Regions from separate parts of the Zea mays genome. Here all the other regions are linked to region 1. Evidence: chromatin contacts called from public Hi-C data. All regions are on one chromosome and are shown on one strand. The core of a region is the stretch at or near the end of the contact, and the rest is flanking DNA. Distances in the headings are between cores, read along the strand shown.

Evidence for each region. A called contact is a pair of places that touch in the nucleus more often than the background predicts.
Region 2: a contact with region 1 is called in a Hi-C map of leaf, with 2.9 times the contacts expected there. The contact joins the promoter of LOC103638191 here to the promoter of LOC100281519 in region 1. A contact is called at or near these places in 2 of 25 Hi-C or Micro-C datasets (leaf and tassel).
Region 3: a Hi-C map of leaf shows a contact between it and region 1, with 4 times the contacts expected there. The contact joins the enhancer-like site here to the promoter of LOC100281519 in region 1. A contact is called at or near these places in 3 of 25 Hi-C or Micro-C datasets (bundle sheath, leaf and root tip).
Region 4: a Hi-C map of endosperm shows a contact between it and region 1, with 4 times the contacts expected there. The contact joins the promoter of LOC100279985 here to the promoter of LOC100281519 in region 1. A contact is called at or near these places in 9 of 25 Hi-C or Micro-C datasets (bundle sheath, ear, endosperm and 4 more) and 1 of 3 datasets of contacts at active chromatin or transcription factors (seedling).

The regions. Positions count from the first base shown.
Region 1 is chr9:30,078,856-30,082,492 of Zm-B73-REFERENCE-NAM-5.0, forward strand. LOC100281519 reads left to right here and starts at 1,935. Exons shown (of 5, transcript NM_001154437.2): 1 at 1,935-2,485; 2 at 2,678-2,869.
Region 2 is chr9:30,437,573-30,441,209 of Zm-B73-REFERENCE-NAM-5.0, forward strand. It overlaps LOC103638191 (glycine--tRNA ligase, chloroplastic/mitochondrial 2), which reads right to left and starts at 1,796. Exons shown (of 37, transcript XM_008661180.4): 1 at 1,472-1,796; 2 at 1,338-1,388; 3 at 1,199-1,266; 4 at 991-1,072; 5 at 819-882; 6 at 552-607; 7 at 380-457. The coding sequence starts at 1,732.
Region 3 is chr9:30,394,648-30,398,284 of Zm-B73-REFERENCE-NAM-5.0, forward strand. It overlaps LOC100279985, which reads left to right. Exons shown (of 23, transcript NM_001367120.1): 21 at 1-959; 22 at 1,040-1,429; 23 at 1,525-2,254. The coding sequence ends at 2,153. It overlaps LOC103638191 (glycine--tRNA ligase, chloroplastic/mitochondrial 2), which reads right to left. Exons shown (of 37, transcript XM_008661180.4): 31 at 3,626-3,637; 32 at 3,235-3,324; 33 at 3,047-3,148; 34 at 2,825-2,906; 35 at 2,661-2,746; 36 at 1,563-2,584; 37 at 1-1,437. The coding sequence ends at 2,486. Among protein-coding and RNA genes, the nearest start is that of LOC100279985, 20 kb to the left of the region's middle. Within about 2 kb of position 2,009, at least 15 of the 20 cell types and tissues checked have an H3K27ac peak or open chromatin away from gene starts, as enhancers often do. A contact at or near this core is called in bundle sheath, leaf and root tip, where this site is marked.
Region 4 is chr9:30,373,957-30,377,593 of Zm-B73-REFERENCE-NAM-5.0, forward strand. LOC100279985 reads left to right here and starts at 2,023. Exons shown (of 23, transcript NM_001367120.1): 1 at 2,023-2,511; 2 at 3,054-3,127; 3 at 3,243-3,382; 4 at 3,485-3,571. The coding sequence starts at 2,488.

The sequences.
Region 1 (3,637 bases), core at 685-3,184:
TTTCTTTCATAATGACAAAAAATGTTTCTAGAATGTTCTTTGCATTACAAAAATGTTCAAGAACTTCAGTAGATTGTGCCTTCACGAATCACCAATCACCAAAACTGCTAGTTCTGTCTCAAAGATTACTCTACCACAAGTCTGCATTCGTGTCAATTTGGTCCTTGAAAATACTGATCGGAGGGAGCTCGGAGAAGGCGAAGACGACCTAGTGGGAGGTGGCCCCCGCCGTCACCCCCGCATCCTCCTCCACCGAACCGGTGTGGCCGCGCGCCTTCTATTTGGGCAGCATTATGCTGCATGCCACCTAATCGACACGAAAACAAACGAATGAAGAAACCCTAACCCAAGTCCAATAGTGGATCCCGGTGTAACAAAGCAGGATGCTGAAGGGTGGAGTGCGTACCTTGGAGAAGGTCGAGAGCGCGAGGAGCTCAAATAAAGCGAAGAGGGTCGAGCCAGATCTGGTTGCTGTCTCCGCGGAGGCCCGCTCGGTGTCGAGCTCCTGCCACAGCCCTCGCGACGCCGCTGCCTTCAGCTCCTCATGGAGGGAGCAATCTCTGGGGGCGAGCGTGGACCTCCAGCCGACGCGAGCCTCGGCAGCGGGGGGGAGGGACAGCAGGCCTCAAGCGCCATGAGGGACTTCGAGGTGGAAGTGGCAGCGCTGCTTAACGGCTTCCTTGTGTGCGTCGGAGTGGGAGGAGGAAGGGGATAGGGCAGGAATGACGCGGTGGAGCTTAGGGAGGGGTGCAGAGCGGGGTTTTGGGGGAAGGGCGGAGATCTCACAACGGATGCGGAGATGGCTGCCACGGCGGAGAGGCGGGCAGGGGCATTGCAAGCGGGGGTGCAGGTGAGGGCGCGTGGGGGGAGGATTTTGGCGCGGCGCTTCGGTAGTCCGTCGTCGATGGAAGGGCGCAGTTAGAGTGACGAAGACTGGGGCGTGCGCAGCGCGTGGGTAGGTCGTCGTCGATGGAAGGGCGTGGTGGAGGAGGATTTCAGCGTGGGAATGAGCACGAGATCTGGGAGGGGAATGGATGAATGAGACCGTTGATGGCGGCGACAAAAGCGCTACCACCATCCGAGAGCGGAGCGGAGGGGAGGATGTCGGGGGGAGGGGGCAGAACCGTGCACCACACCATGTGGACGCCTACACTGTATTCTTAAGAGTAGTACAGATTGTATCCATCTATTCTAGATCCAATGTCCTCCGTTATTCTGTATATTTTGCCAAAAAAAACATTCTCTACCACTGTCCACTATCATTTTTTATCGTGCTGGGAGGGTATTGTTTGCAAAATATAATAAAGGATACTATATCTAAAATGAATGAGTACTATTTTATATATGCACTATGTGCATCAAAATATCATGTTTCCAAAAATATAAGATCGAAGGAGGGATAAGTAAATTGAAGAAGACTAGTGAAGTGTCTGTATGTTGTTACGATTTTTATTTATGTTTAAGTATAGAATATAAAATATAAATATATATATATACGTTCTATTGGTTAGTTAGATTTGAATGTGAGTTTAGAGTTAATCGTCATTGTTCAAATTCTTATTTATACATAATTTTAAAAAATTACTATTTAAATGTGGGGAGTACAATGACGGTGGAGCTAGAAAAACTGATATTTTAATATAGTAGGTAGATTATACATAATTTTAATAATTTTACTATTTAAATATGGGAAGTATAAAAAAACGTAGGGCTAGAAAAACTGGTACTTTAATATAGTAGATAGATGGATAGAGAGAAAGAGATGTGAAAGGAATGATGGCGCGAGGCAGTGGACGTGGGATTTGTTTGGTGCTGGTCGGGTGGGTGGGGTCCACCTTCGCGGGTCCCACACGGTGTGGAGGTGGGGCCGGGGCTAGACAAAGTTAAGGAAGGGGTCGCTGTTCTTCTACGTCTCCTCCCTGCCTCTCTCCACTGCGAGCGAGCCTGCAAGCTGCACCGTACCCTAGCTACTCTCTTCTTCCTCACCTCCATCTCTTTCACTGTTGCCGCCTTTGCCTAATATTCTCACCGCCGCCATAGATTGCAAATCGAGCTCCGATCCATCTGTTTCTAACTCCAGCTAGCTAGCTCACTCTTCTCGGCGGCTCTTGCTTTGTTTTCCCCATATACATACAAGAGGTAGATCAATTAATCCGGTCAGTTCATTTATTAGTTGGATTGGATCGGCAGCGCGCAACCCCGTTCGTCTCCGTTCCCGTTTGCACGGCAGTCGTCCTAGCTTCATTCGCTGGCCTCCCTTTGATCTTCCTCGGTCCCTCCCTCTTTCTCCTCCGATCCCATAGCTTCTCTCTCTGTGTGTGCTAAAAACAGCTAGCTAGGTTAGGGGAGAGGCAGCAGAGACAGGGACAATCTAGAGATTAACAGACAAGATCGATCGGTCGAGCTTGCGCGCATGCACTGAATTGATTCTCAAGCGCGCAGAGATCCATGAACTCTCATGCATGCATGCATGTCATAGCAAGAGGTAGGTATACTCTCTGCAGATCGATGCTACTATAGTTCTCTTCTTACGTAGCTAGGTTGTTGTGTGCTATTTTTCGTATCATTCGATTCTTTTTTTTTTTTGCTCATGGATCAATTAATCTTCTTGTTGTACGTACGTAGGTGTATCATCAATCTCTATCTGTTGTAACATTCTTCTTGGGATCTGAACCAGATAATGACCTAGCTAGCTAGCTGGGGAGAGAATACCCACACATAGATCAGCAAGAGACAGGGAGACCAAAGATAAAAATAGAGGTCCATTCCTGTCTCCACCTGCACCTCTACGTACTATTGCTGCAGCTACTACTAGTAGAGATCTCTGCAAGGTTTTCGTCACATATATCTCTCTGATTTGGGAAAGCAGGTATATATATTCTTCATCTTATGTTACTTTTCATGTTAGATTTGCATATAGATTTTAGCAGATCCGGAACACTAGATCGACATTCCTATCCGAATATGTATATATATGTGATGTTTTTGTTTGAATCTCTGACTACTTGATCGCAGAAGAAAAAGCTATATATAGCAGGAAGTGTGTGTTCTTGCACTAATTCTCTGTCTCTAAATTCAACATCGAATTACAGATAATCTTTACTGCTTCAAAATAATCTACATACACACGGCACTGCTGCAATGATTTTGTCCCCTCGAAATAATTTCAAAAAGGACAGATCAGCTTGCACGATTAATCACTTAAACTACCATGGGTGGCAGTAGAACTTGCAAGTGCAAACAGCATACAGAGTATTTTTGTTTTGGTTCTACTACTATGCCATGTTTCAAAATGAAACCATTTATCTACCATTGTTTACTTGGATCGATCGTAGTCGTCTAATTCAGAGTTTTTTTATTATTTATTTTGGAGAAAAAAAACATATCTTTTATATGACGTGAGTCTGATCGTTTAATCAAGAAAAGTGAATATGAAAGAATCCGTACGTGTGCCTCATTTAGTTTGACAATATATATGGCTGTGTGGCACACACATGCATTTTGTTTTTCAACCTTTTTCCAAGATCCAGTTTTGTTCACACCTCTCTCTCTCTCTCTTTCTTTCTCTGTGTGTACATAAAAATAGCTAGGACCGAGAAAGGCTGAAATTGTACATATATATATATATTACTGCCAC
Region 2 (3,637 bases), core at 546-3,045, 360 kb after region 1:
GTTCTTGTAGAGATGACTACCATTTTAGTTTCCTGGAGACAAACCACATTAGCTTTAGAGGACAAAACCAGATTCCGAACTGAGCTTTGACGATCAGCAGAGTTTAAACCCCTCACATTCCAACATATAATCTTGCCCGGATCCATTACAAACAATTATAGGAAGGCGACCCAAAAAGAAAACAGACACTCCCTATTTCAAACTTCACTCTGCAAACAATGCAAAACAGTACTTTGCACGGCTAAATACATGACCTGCTGGAGATGGTCTAAGAGGGCGTTTGGCACCAAGAGGAAATATGCAGACCAAACAGCTGTGTGGTCCCAATGTGATTTTAGCAAGAGTCATGAAGTAATACACACTATTTGATTAGTTCTACCTGCTGAAAATATGTGAACTGTGTGATTTCCATGCCATCCATCCAAACCTCCCAGCCCAGTCCCCAAGCACCAAGAACCTGTCATGAATAAGAAATTTGTTGGAGTTTACTTAGCCAGATAACATGTGCTGGCGTAAAAAGAAAGAACACCGAAAAGAAGGTAAAAGTTCACCGGACTCTCCCAGTTGTCTTCAACGAAGCGGATGTCATGTTCATGGATGTTAATACCTGTGAGACAAACAACTCGACCAATCACTGACTCCATTTATATATTCATAAAAAATGTGAAAGAGGGAAACATAGAACATCATCATGTACCAATTGGGACTTCCATTAATTAATACCAAAAAGTAAAAATATTCATCACATTAGTCTTCCTTGGTTGTGCAAAGCGTCTAGTAGAACTGAAGGGAAGGCGGATAGTATTATTTAGCAATACCTATTGCTGAAAGGCTGTGCAGAAAGAGATCTTGCGAATTTCCAGGATCAGGCTTCAGAATTACCTATTGATAGGAATGGTTAACTACCTGGAATCAGGTACGGGTAATGGTTTGACCAATCAAATAAAAAAAGAAAGACGAGACAAAAAAGAAGCAAAAACTTGAGTCAACCTGAAACTGAGTATGGCGCTGAAGCCTATTGGGATTGTCCCCATAGCGACTGTCGTCTGGTCTTATACTTGGCTCCACGTAACTTGAGAATCAAAATACATGCAGTACAACAAACAGTTAAAAGAAAAAGGAAAGGTAGCACTGTAGTAGCCTCTGTCAATGTTTTGATAGTTCACAGTTAGGATGAATGATGAGAAGGCAAACTTACGCGACATTCCATGGCTCAGGACCTAAGACCCTAAGAAATGTGAGAGGATTCATTGTGCCCGCTCCAACCTGGATTTGATGCTAGTAAGTGTCGGGTAATAAGTAACAAACAAGGCGGGAGAAGCAAAGCAGCAGGTTACCTCGGTGTTGCTACACTGCATGACGGCGCATCCTACGGAGGCCCAGTACTCCTGTGGAATCGCAATCGGATTTGAAGAGGGGTGGGGTGGGTGGTTAGTCGTGAAATTTGATTCGTGCTGCGAACGAAACGAACCTGGAGGCGCTGGATGGCCTGCTGGAAGGTGAGGACGGAGGAAGCGGAAGAGCCCCGTTGGTTGGCAGCGGACACGGTGGAGGAGGTGGAGGCGTCGCCGTCTGCGGCGGATAGGGGGAGGCGAGGGCGTCGGCATGGGCGGTGGCGAGGAGCACAGAAGCGGATGGAGGCTGGAGGAAGCAAAGCGGAGGGCGCCGTTAGTAGCGGGGTGTGCCGGGAGGCGGCGGTGGGGGAGAGGAGGGGAGGCGGAGGAGCCATCATCAAGGTGGGGAGTGCCTGCCAGGTGGAGGTAGAAGAGGATAAGGGAGGAGGAGACGGACAGGCTGTTGCAGCAGCAGAGGCGGGAAAGAAGAAGATGGTACGTGGAGGCTGGATACGTCTTCCCTCCAGTGAAGACGTACTACAACTTCACTCTCTGTGGCGCATCAATGATAAGAAAAAGAAAAAGAAACCACCGGTCTGCTGGCTAGAGATAGAAAATGAGGATAGAAGTTTCTTCTTTTCATGGAGATGTAAACGAGATTTTTTTCCTCTCCACAGGTACACGAGGATAGGATGAGAAACATTTTCTATCTCTGTTTTCCACGAGGACCCGCTAAATTTATATGTGACGACGTTTTCATCGTATAATAATATAATAGTTAATGATAAAAATAAATAATTACATTATTAAAAGATTACTTATTATATAAATATGTTTATTTTAATGTACACATACTAATTTTTTTACATCTGATAATGTGTATAGGAGACAATGTTTAGGGGAGAGGGATCCGGACAGAGATTTATCCTTGCGAGGAACGGGGATGGAAAAAATATCCCCCACAAGTGTTCGCGGTAAAAAAAATCGTCACGGGAACAAGGATAGAAAGCTAAAACCCGACATGAATTTCCATGGCCATTCCTAGTTGGAGCGCATCATCATCTACTTTGCTCTACTACAATCTATGTACGTATCATCTATTCTATAGAATGTAGCTAAGCTAACCATTCTAATACAGTGATAGATGAAGTACTAAAACTAGCACAGTAGTAGCAGTGACTAGCATTCCATGCAGTGGCGGGTCTAGGATTTAACCATAGGGTATGCGATACAAAAATGCCTTATGCAATTCGGTAAACAATTTTATGATTCGGTAAAACAATATTCGAACTTGATAAAACCATATACAATACGACAACAATTTTTGATATAAATTGTTCAAATGAAATACTATATTATGTACATATATATACCATGTATACTATATACATTATACTGGTTCTGCAGGGTATGCCAGTGCATACCCGGCATACCCCTTGGATTCGCCGCTGATTCCATGCCTGCTGCACCAATTCAGTCTAGGATTCCTTCATTCATTCAGGGGCTGATTGGTTGCCTGTGTGCGCTCGTGCAGGACACGTTGGATACAAGTTTTAGACATGCCGGTGTGTTCGGTTGCTTGAACAAATGTCCGAGCCAGACTACGCTCGTGCAAAGTACCCATCTCATCTAGGCCCGTCAGATACGTCCAGAATCTCCGTTCCTGGAGAGCCAGACTTCCCTCGTTCCGTCCTCTCGCAGCTCTATCCTCGCGTGGAGCTCACACTAAGGTTGTCGCTGCCTCGCCTGGAGCTCGCGCTAGGGCCAGGGTCCTCTCACAGCAGCCTCTGTCCTCACCTGGAGCTCACGCTAGGGTTCCTCTCGCAGTCGTCGCTGCTGAGGTCAGACTCTGCCTTCTCCTCTCACCCTCCAGCTCTCTCCCTTTCCCATCTCCTCTCGCCCTCCAGCTCTCCCTCTCCTGTTTCCTCTCCTCGCTCCGAACACTGGCTCGGGCCGTCCCGATCTGCCCATGCTGGCGCCGCCGCCTCATGCCTGGTTCGCTTTCTGGTTAGAGACGTCGCGACGTGATGTTTGGAGGAAGGGGGATCCGGCGGCGGGGCATTTAGTTTTGGGTGGTCTGATTTGGCTATAACATGTGATTGTCTGCTTCAGAGCTCATTGTTATGGGCTAGGTACTAGTTATGGATCTGAATGGGCTCATAGATCCATAGCGAATTAGGAATGCCCAGTTCTTGCCTAGCAGGATGCGTCGATTGGCTCACATTTGAGGCTCGGGATCCTCTGATTGGTTCATGTAGCTTCACTTTTGAGCTCGATGAAAGCATCTAGGCCCCTGGTTGGTT
Region 3 (3,637 bases), core at 759-3,258, 320 kb after region 1:
ATCCCCGGAAAGGGAAAGAAAGTTACTATATTCACAGGTTGCCAAAGCCCTAAACAGCAGTGCTTCTGTAGATGAAGCATCAGCATCAAATGTCGTTATGCTATCCGGGTTCAGTATACCCAAGCTCGTCTTGCAGATTGTTACTATTGAAACTGTACTGAGAATGGATAAGCCAAACAAGGAGCTTGCTGTTTTGAAGGACATAGCATTCACAGTGTACAACAAGGCACGACGAATCCCACGGGCTGTCTCCACAAGCGATATGTTCCAGTCACCAACTTATTTGGGTAGATCTCAGTCCACAATGATGCATGTTACATCTCCTGCTCCTACTCTTTGGAAGGAATGTTTAGTTCCTCGAATGTCTGGGCCAACTCTCTCTCGAGAAACCGATTTTGATGCATCCATGAGGTCGGCAACATGGGATAACTCATGGCAGCCTGCTCGTTCGGGAGGACTTCTGGACCCAAGTAAGCTGCCTGATTTATGTGCTCAGGATGATAGGAAATATGCCTTTGAGCCACTTTTCATACTAGCAGACCCTGGGTCTGCCGATCTTAATGCTTTAATGGAACCATCAAAATCTGGAGCAGATGCATCTGGCAGCAGGGTATATGGCTCAATTTCAGGAAGTAACTCTGATAGTGGAGTGAGCCCTCTACTCGACGTATCTGAGAGTGACAGTGCAGCAAGTCTTCATTGCTGTTATGGTTGGACTGAGGACTGGCGATGGCTAGTGTGCATTTGGACAGATGCTAGAGGAGAATTATTGGACAGCTTAATATTTCCTTTTGGTGGTATTAGTAGCCGCCAAGACACTAAAGTTCTCCAAAGCCTTTTCATCCAAATTCTACAGCAAGGCTGTCAAATAATGTCGTCTTCACCTGAGGCTAGCAATATGAGACCACGAGATGTCATAATAACTCGTATCGGAGGTTTCCTTGAGCTTGAAATCCAAGGTACTCACTTGTTTTTATCAGGAACTGAGATACCTTCTGTTTCGAGACTAACGCGATGATCTAATATGTTTTGTCCGCAGAATGGCAGAAGGCAATATACTCTTATGGTGGCAATGAAGTGAAGAAGTGGCCTGTGCAGTTACGGCGATCCATACCTGAGGGTATTCCACCTAGTTCAAATGGTCCTACGCTCCAGCAGCAGCAGCAGCAAGACATGGCCTTAATTCAAGATAGAAACATGCCTTCCTCACCAAACCCTCTGTATAGCCCTCATCCAAAATCAAGCTTCATGAAAGGTGCACTTGGACAATCTGGCAACAAAAAACAGATCCTTGTGGAACAAAGTGGAATGGACACTTCAAGGGGATCACTGCACTTAGTTCGTAGCATCAGTTTGGTTGCAGTTTCCCAAGATCATTCGTTGCATCTCACATGCCAAGCAGATCTACTGAGCAGACCTGCTTCAGCTGGTAAGCACCTAGACCAACACAGATTAAAAATTCATTTCAATGTTTTTCAAGGAGATCAATGGTAAAAGATATTAAACTTGGAACACTTTTTACAGGCGAAGGGAGTCAAGGCAGCAGTGGCCCTTGGAGTTACCTGGAAGGTTTCACTCCAGTGAAGTCCATTGGGTCAATGTCAGCGTCACACTCGTACCTTCTAGTTCCTTCGCCAAGTATGAGATACCTCTCTCCTGCAACATTACAGCTCCCGACATGCCTCACATCGGAGTCACCGCCGCTTGCCCATCTACTGCACAGCAAAGGGACTGCGATTCCTTTAGCGATGGGCTATGTCGTCTCGAAAGCCGTCCCACCTGTTAGGAGGGACTCTGCACAACTCACCAAGGATGAACAGCCCTCTGTTCTCTCAGTCAGCATCATCGATCACTATGGAGGCAGCAGTGGGACTGTTCAAGAGAAGATGAGCCGAGGCGGCGGCGGCGGCAGCAAACAGGCAAGGAACTTGAGTCAGGAGACAACAGGTCGTGAGTGTGAGATGGAGATGCATAGTGTGCTGGAAGCTGTGGCCGCGGAGCTTCACTCTCTGTCTTGGTTGACAGTAAGCCCGGTGTACACAGAAAGGCGCACAGCACTGCCCTTTCACTGTGACATGGTCCTAAGGATGCGGCGGCTTCTACACTACGCAGATAAGTATCTATCTGAACCTAAGGGAGAGACAACTCACTAATTGTCATGTACAATTAATATCTAGCTAGGTAGGTATGTGAGGGCACATTTGACGAGCTTTGTAGACTGATTTTGCAATAACCCTGATAACTTACAGGTGGATGCTGTAACCTTTTTCTCTTTTTTTAGGTCTGTATTGTTTGTCGACACAAGATTTGAGATATGATTCCGTTTGTTGACTGTATTAATCAGAATTACAAGTACAGCGTTTACTGGGATTGCCGTGCCCTACTGCGACGACGTTTTTTTTTCCTTTAATCAGAAATACTTGTAAAATCAAAATCATCTCTCCGCTACGGCTATTGCTCACACCCCCTGGCTGGAATAGGCAGCTTAAAACCCAGGTAAAACTGACAGGTCCGCAATCCCCTTGGGCAAACTCTCAATCTTCCTCAGCAACGTTAGCCGGTTGTTGCGAACTCTCTCGTCTTCCTGCGCATAATATACACCATCATCACTCTCACTCATCAGCACAAGTTAAGTTTTTCAAGGGCCTCACAAAACTCACCGCCATCACGAAGACACTATTGAAGAAATCTTCTAGGGGTTGTATCAGGATAAGAGAAGCATCCACAAAGGTCTTAATATCAACACCTACAGAATGGGTAGTTGGAGGAATCAGACAAATGAACATTTAAATTGAAATGAAAAATGGATATGAAAAACATGTACCAGGATGGATCTTATCAGCAACCTCCAAGTAGGCGCTCCACAAAACTTTCTCTTCATCTTTCTCAAATACGTGTGGGTCAACCTACACATAAAATCAGAGGCAGGAGAGAAATACCGCATAGTCAAGACTGGTGATGGGGTAGTTGCGAGTCAAAAACTTCACCATAATTTGAACTGAAATCACAGTTTATGAATTATGATGGTACATGTTTAAAACAGTACCTCCAAAGCAGACTCAATTTCTTTTCCACGGATGATCCTTGTTGGCCTTGAATACGCTTCAACGATTTTTTGAAATGTTTCTGTTCTCGAAAATGCTTCCATCTGCAAGTGTCCGCACAAACAAAAACTATTTGTATTTTGTAGAATCTTTGGGGACGGATAGGTGTGTGGGGCACATAACATCTTACTTCGGTCGCTGTTTGTGCTGCTAGATAAGGGCAGTTTGCACGCTCCATAAGCACTGATCGGACTATCTCGCAGTTAATTCCCTCATCCACCTGATGGCAATGACAAGAAGAAATGCCACTTTCAAAAGGGCAATGGATTCCATCGACCAGTTTGATGACATGGAGCAAAATGAGTTCTAAATGAAATGCAGATGTATCCGTTCCGGCGCTGGGTCTGCCCCATAACAGTTGGAGAAATAATGATAACCATCCCAACAATTTTTTTTTGTTTCCATGAAAAATATACCAGTGTGTGTACCACTGTATCTCTATCCCTAGCTAACACCCACAATGAAAAACCTAATATGTGTATACTCAACTGTCATTAAAGATCAAGATAGATAATATGTACCAGAAGCTGTTC
Region 4 (3,637 bases), core at 773-3,272, 300 kb after region 1:
CGGGCGAGGTGGAGCTTCCTGTTGCGCCTGAGGCTGGACTCAGCTGCTGTCAGCCTCACCCTGGCGGGTGGCACAACAGTCGGAGAGGGGCGAGCGACGCTGTTTTCCTGTCAAGTCAGTCAGTGGGAGGGCGAAGTGACTGCGGTCACTTCGACCTTGCCGACTGAGGCACGCGTGTCAGGATAAGGTGCCAGACGATCCTTGCATTGAATGCGCCTGCGATACGGTCGGTTGGTGAGGTGATTTGGCCAAGGTTGCTTCACAACGAAGCCTGCCCGAGCTGGGCTTCGGGCGAGTCGAGGGTGCGCCCGTTGCTTGAGGAGGCCCTCGGGCGAGGCGTGAATTCGCCTGGGACTACAGTTCCCGCCCGAGGCTGGGCTCGGGCGAGGCGAGATCGCGTCCCTTGAGTAGACGAAGCCTTGACCTGAATTGCGCCCATCAGTCTCTGCAGTTTGTGCTGATGGTGATTACCAGCCGAGTTTAGGAGTGTTGGGGGTACCCCTAATTATGATACCCGACAAAACTGTAGACTTATCCAAAAAATTTGATGGTTTAAACTATGTCCTATATACCAGTTTAATATGTTCAACATGTTGCAGTTCTTGTCAGATCACGAAGATTAACCTGTTCAAGGTGATCCAATCCCCTTAGCCCTATCCTTTGTCTTATTAGTCCATACTTCTATACAATGTGTTGTTTCAGTTCTGTGTCTCTATCCTTAACTTCTGTGTCTATGGTAAAGTACTCCCATATAATGCCATTCTTAGTTGCGGTAAATTGTTGAATTAGGAAGAAAATGTGTTGTGTCACATTTGTCTATCTTCACACTTTTGTGAATCGATTTAAGGGTGTCACTATTTTTTCCCAATTCATTTATCAGTCTGCTATACAGATCCATGATCTCCCTTTATTTTAATTGTGAGTCAACCATGTCTATCTTCACACTTTTGTGAATTGATTTAAGGGTGTCACTGTTTTTCCCAATTCATCTATCAGGTTGCTACACAAATTTCTGGCCTCTCTTTATTTTAATTGTGAATTGATTTAAGAATAAGTTACATTCCTCATCCTTTTTAACATAATTCTCTCAGTCACCTTGTTGATTTTTCCTGCTACTGTCCTCACATTTTGCTCGACCTTTCACTTCCCATTATTAAGGAAAGCTCTTCACTGGCTTGATCTATCGAATGAAGCAGCCAAAAATCGTGCTACTGATTTTTGTTTCCGGCAAGATTATTCTGACAAGAGCTAAGGTTAGCATCTATTTCTTGAGCATTATCGTACATCTCATTTTTTTCTGATCGCGTTAGAGTATATCCAACTTTTTTCTCTTTCCAGGTGAGAGATGAGACGTTGTTTTTAAAATTATCTATTGAGTCCTCATAAAGTTCATAAAAGTCCGACAATGCTAAGTACATGGTAATTGCTAATGGGCATGACTAATTAGGGTATGTTGTTCAAGTATGTGCCCAGTTGTTGTTGTTGTTCCTCTTTTATCGTTTTGTTTCCTAATTTCGACGATACCATTACCTGGATGCTCACGAGACTTATATGATAATACTATCCTTCTATAGAATCAATGTGTTGATTAATATTCGCTACATATTTATCATCGTTTATTTTTTATCAATGACAAAGCACATGTACAATCTTATATACCTTTTAAGATATGTAAACGTCCACTTTTGATGATAATAATAAAAGTATAGAATAACATATAATATTTTTGCATATCAATGTATTTTATTACTATTTAAATTGCACATAAATTTCATGTCATTAGTGTTAATTTGTGAGATATAGGGTTGATAATCTATATGTTGTTCGTTTTATATAATTTTGTGTATTAATATTTATCAAATAATTTATACGCTGTCACAACGTACGGGTATTGAATTATGTGACGATGTGTTAAAAAAACATTAGAAAAAAAGAGAAAAATGATAGTATGAACTTTTATTTGGTGGCCCATCTCCCCCATCTAATTAATTCAGCGTAAGCCCAAGTTCCACCAGACCCACACGTTTCTTTACCCAGCGAAGGCACTGCATCTCCCATCTTCGTCTTCCACGCAGCGCCGGCGCTCCATCTTCCGCAGGCGACGGCGGCGGTGCTCAGGCGCGGGCTCTTAGCCGCGGCGGCGGTGCTCAGGCTCGGGCTCGTAGAGGCGGCGTCAGCGTCTTCCCCTCCCGCCTCTCATCAGTCACCTCGCGCCTTCGCCTCCGGTCCTCCGCACACCGGCCGGTGTTCTGCGTGCGTGCTTCTCTCTCTCCTCCCGCCTCCGGTGGATCGTCAACGGCGCCCGACCCCTCAGGCTGCGCCGCGCGCGGCCTGAGGGCAGCGGGAGCCAGCAGCCGCTGCTCCAACAAAGGGGTTGCGCCGCTTTGGGAGCGCTTATGCCCCAAAGCGAAGCGTTACACGTCCTCTTAGCGCTTCAGCTTGCTGAAGCGTGCGCTTAGTGCCGCTTTTTGGAACCTGGCAGTAACTATGTGGACGAACATTTTCAAAATAGTAAGTCAGACCTTACTCCTGCCCCTCTCCCCACTCTTTGTTATATTCTCTCACTATCTGATGTGGCTCCATTTGTGCAGCACCAAAACTTGGCAATTTGTTCCATTTTGGAATATGCTTGCTTTAAGTTTTTTATTTGATTGTAGCTTCTCGCTAAGTGATTCACATCATCTGGTTCTCAGCCATTTCAAGTTGATATTCTTTCCAATTTGAGCAACATAATGCATTTCTTAATGTCATTGTTATTATATGACAATTATCCGAAGCAATAGTTCCTTTGTAAGTACCGCAAATATGCTGTGATGAAAAAACAATCTCTAAAGAAGCATCTCGAGACCTCGAAGAGAAAGAAATGCCATGAATTTGTGACCAGAGCATTTTTACAACTCAGGCCAACACATTTTACATTGTCAAACCCAGAAGTTGCAACTCATTTTTTTGTTTGGGCCATTCAGCAAATTTGACTACCCAGGCTTTCATATCATGACTGGCATACCTCTTCAAACCATCTAGATTCTCATTGTTATATTTTTCCCTAACAGGGGGAGCTCCAAACAGTTTCTTGGTTTCAGTTTCTTCCTATCGAACCCGATGCAAGTGCAGCGTCTGAGAAAAGGTGCTGTATATGCTTCTTTGATGGCCTTTTGTGCTTTATCTTAGTTGTCTTTGGGCATTCGTTATTTATGTTTGGAATCATTTGCTTGTTTTGTGTATACACGTTCTTATTTCAGTTCAAAGGTCGAGCAGAAAGATGCTCTTAATAGCATTGTGCTTTCGGCTTATCTTCACTTACAAAGTGAAGGTTTTCTAAGTACTTGGACTAATTCCTTTGTTGGTCCATGGGATCCATCTCAAGGAGAGCATAACCCTGGTAATGATCATATGTATTGGCTTCTAAATGTCTATCTATTTTTCTTTCACCTTAAGTTTGGGCTTGGATAATGTATACCACATGGCTTTGCTATAATTACAGATGAGAAGATCAAGCTCTGGCTGTTTCTTCCTGGCTGCCACTCATCGGTATCTGAAATCGCCCAACCTGCTGTAAACAAGCTGAGAGGTTAATTCTGGTTGATTTTTTTTATTGTGATGTCTTAATCCAATGTCCCAGTGCTTATGTATTGCA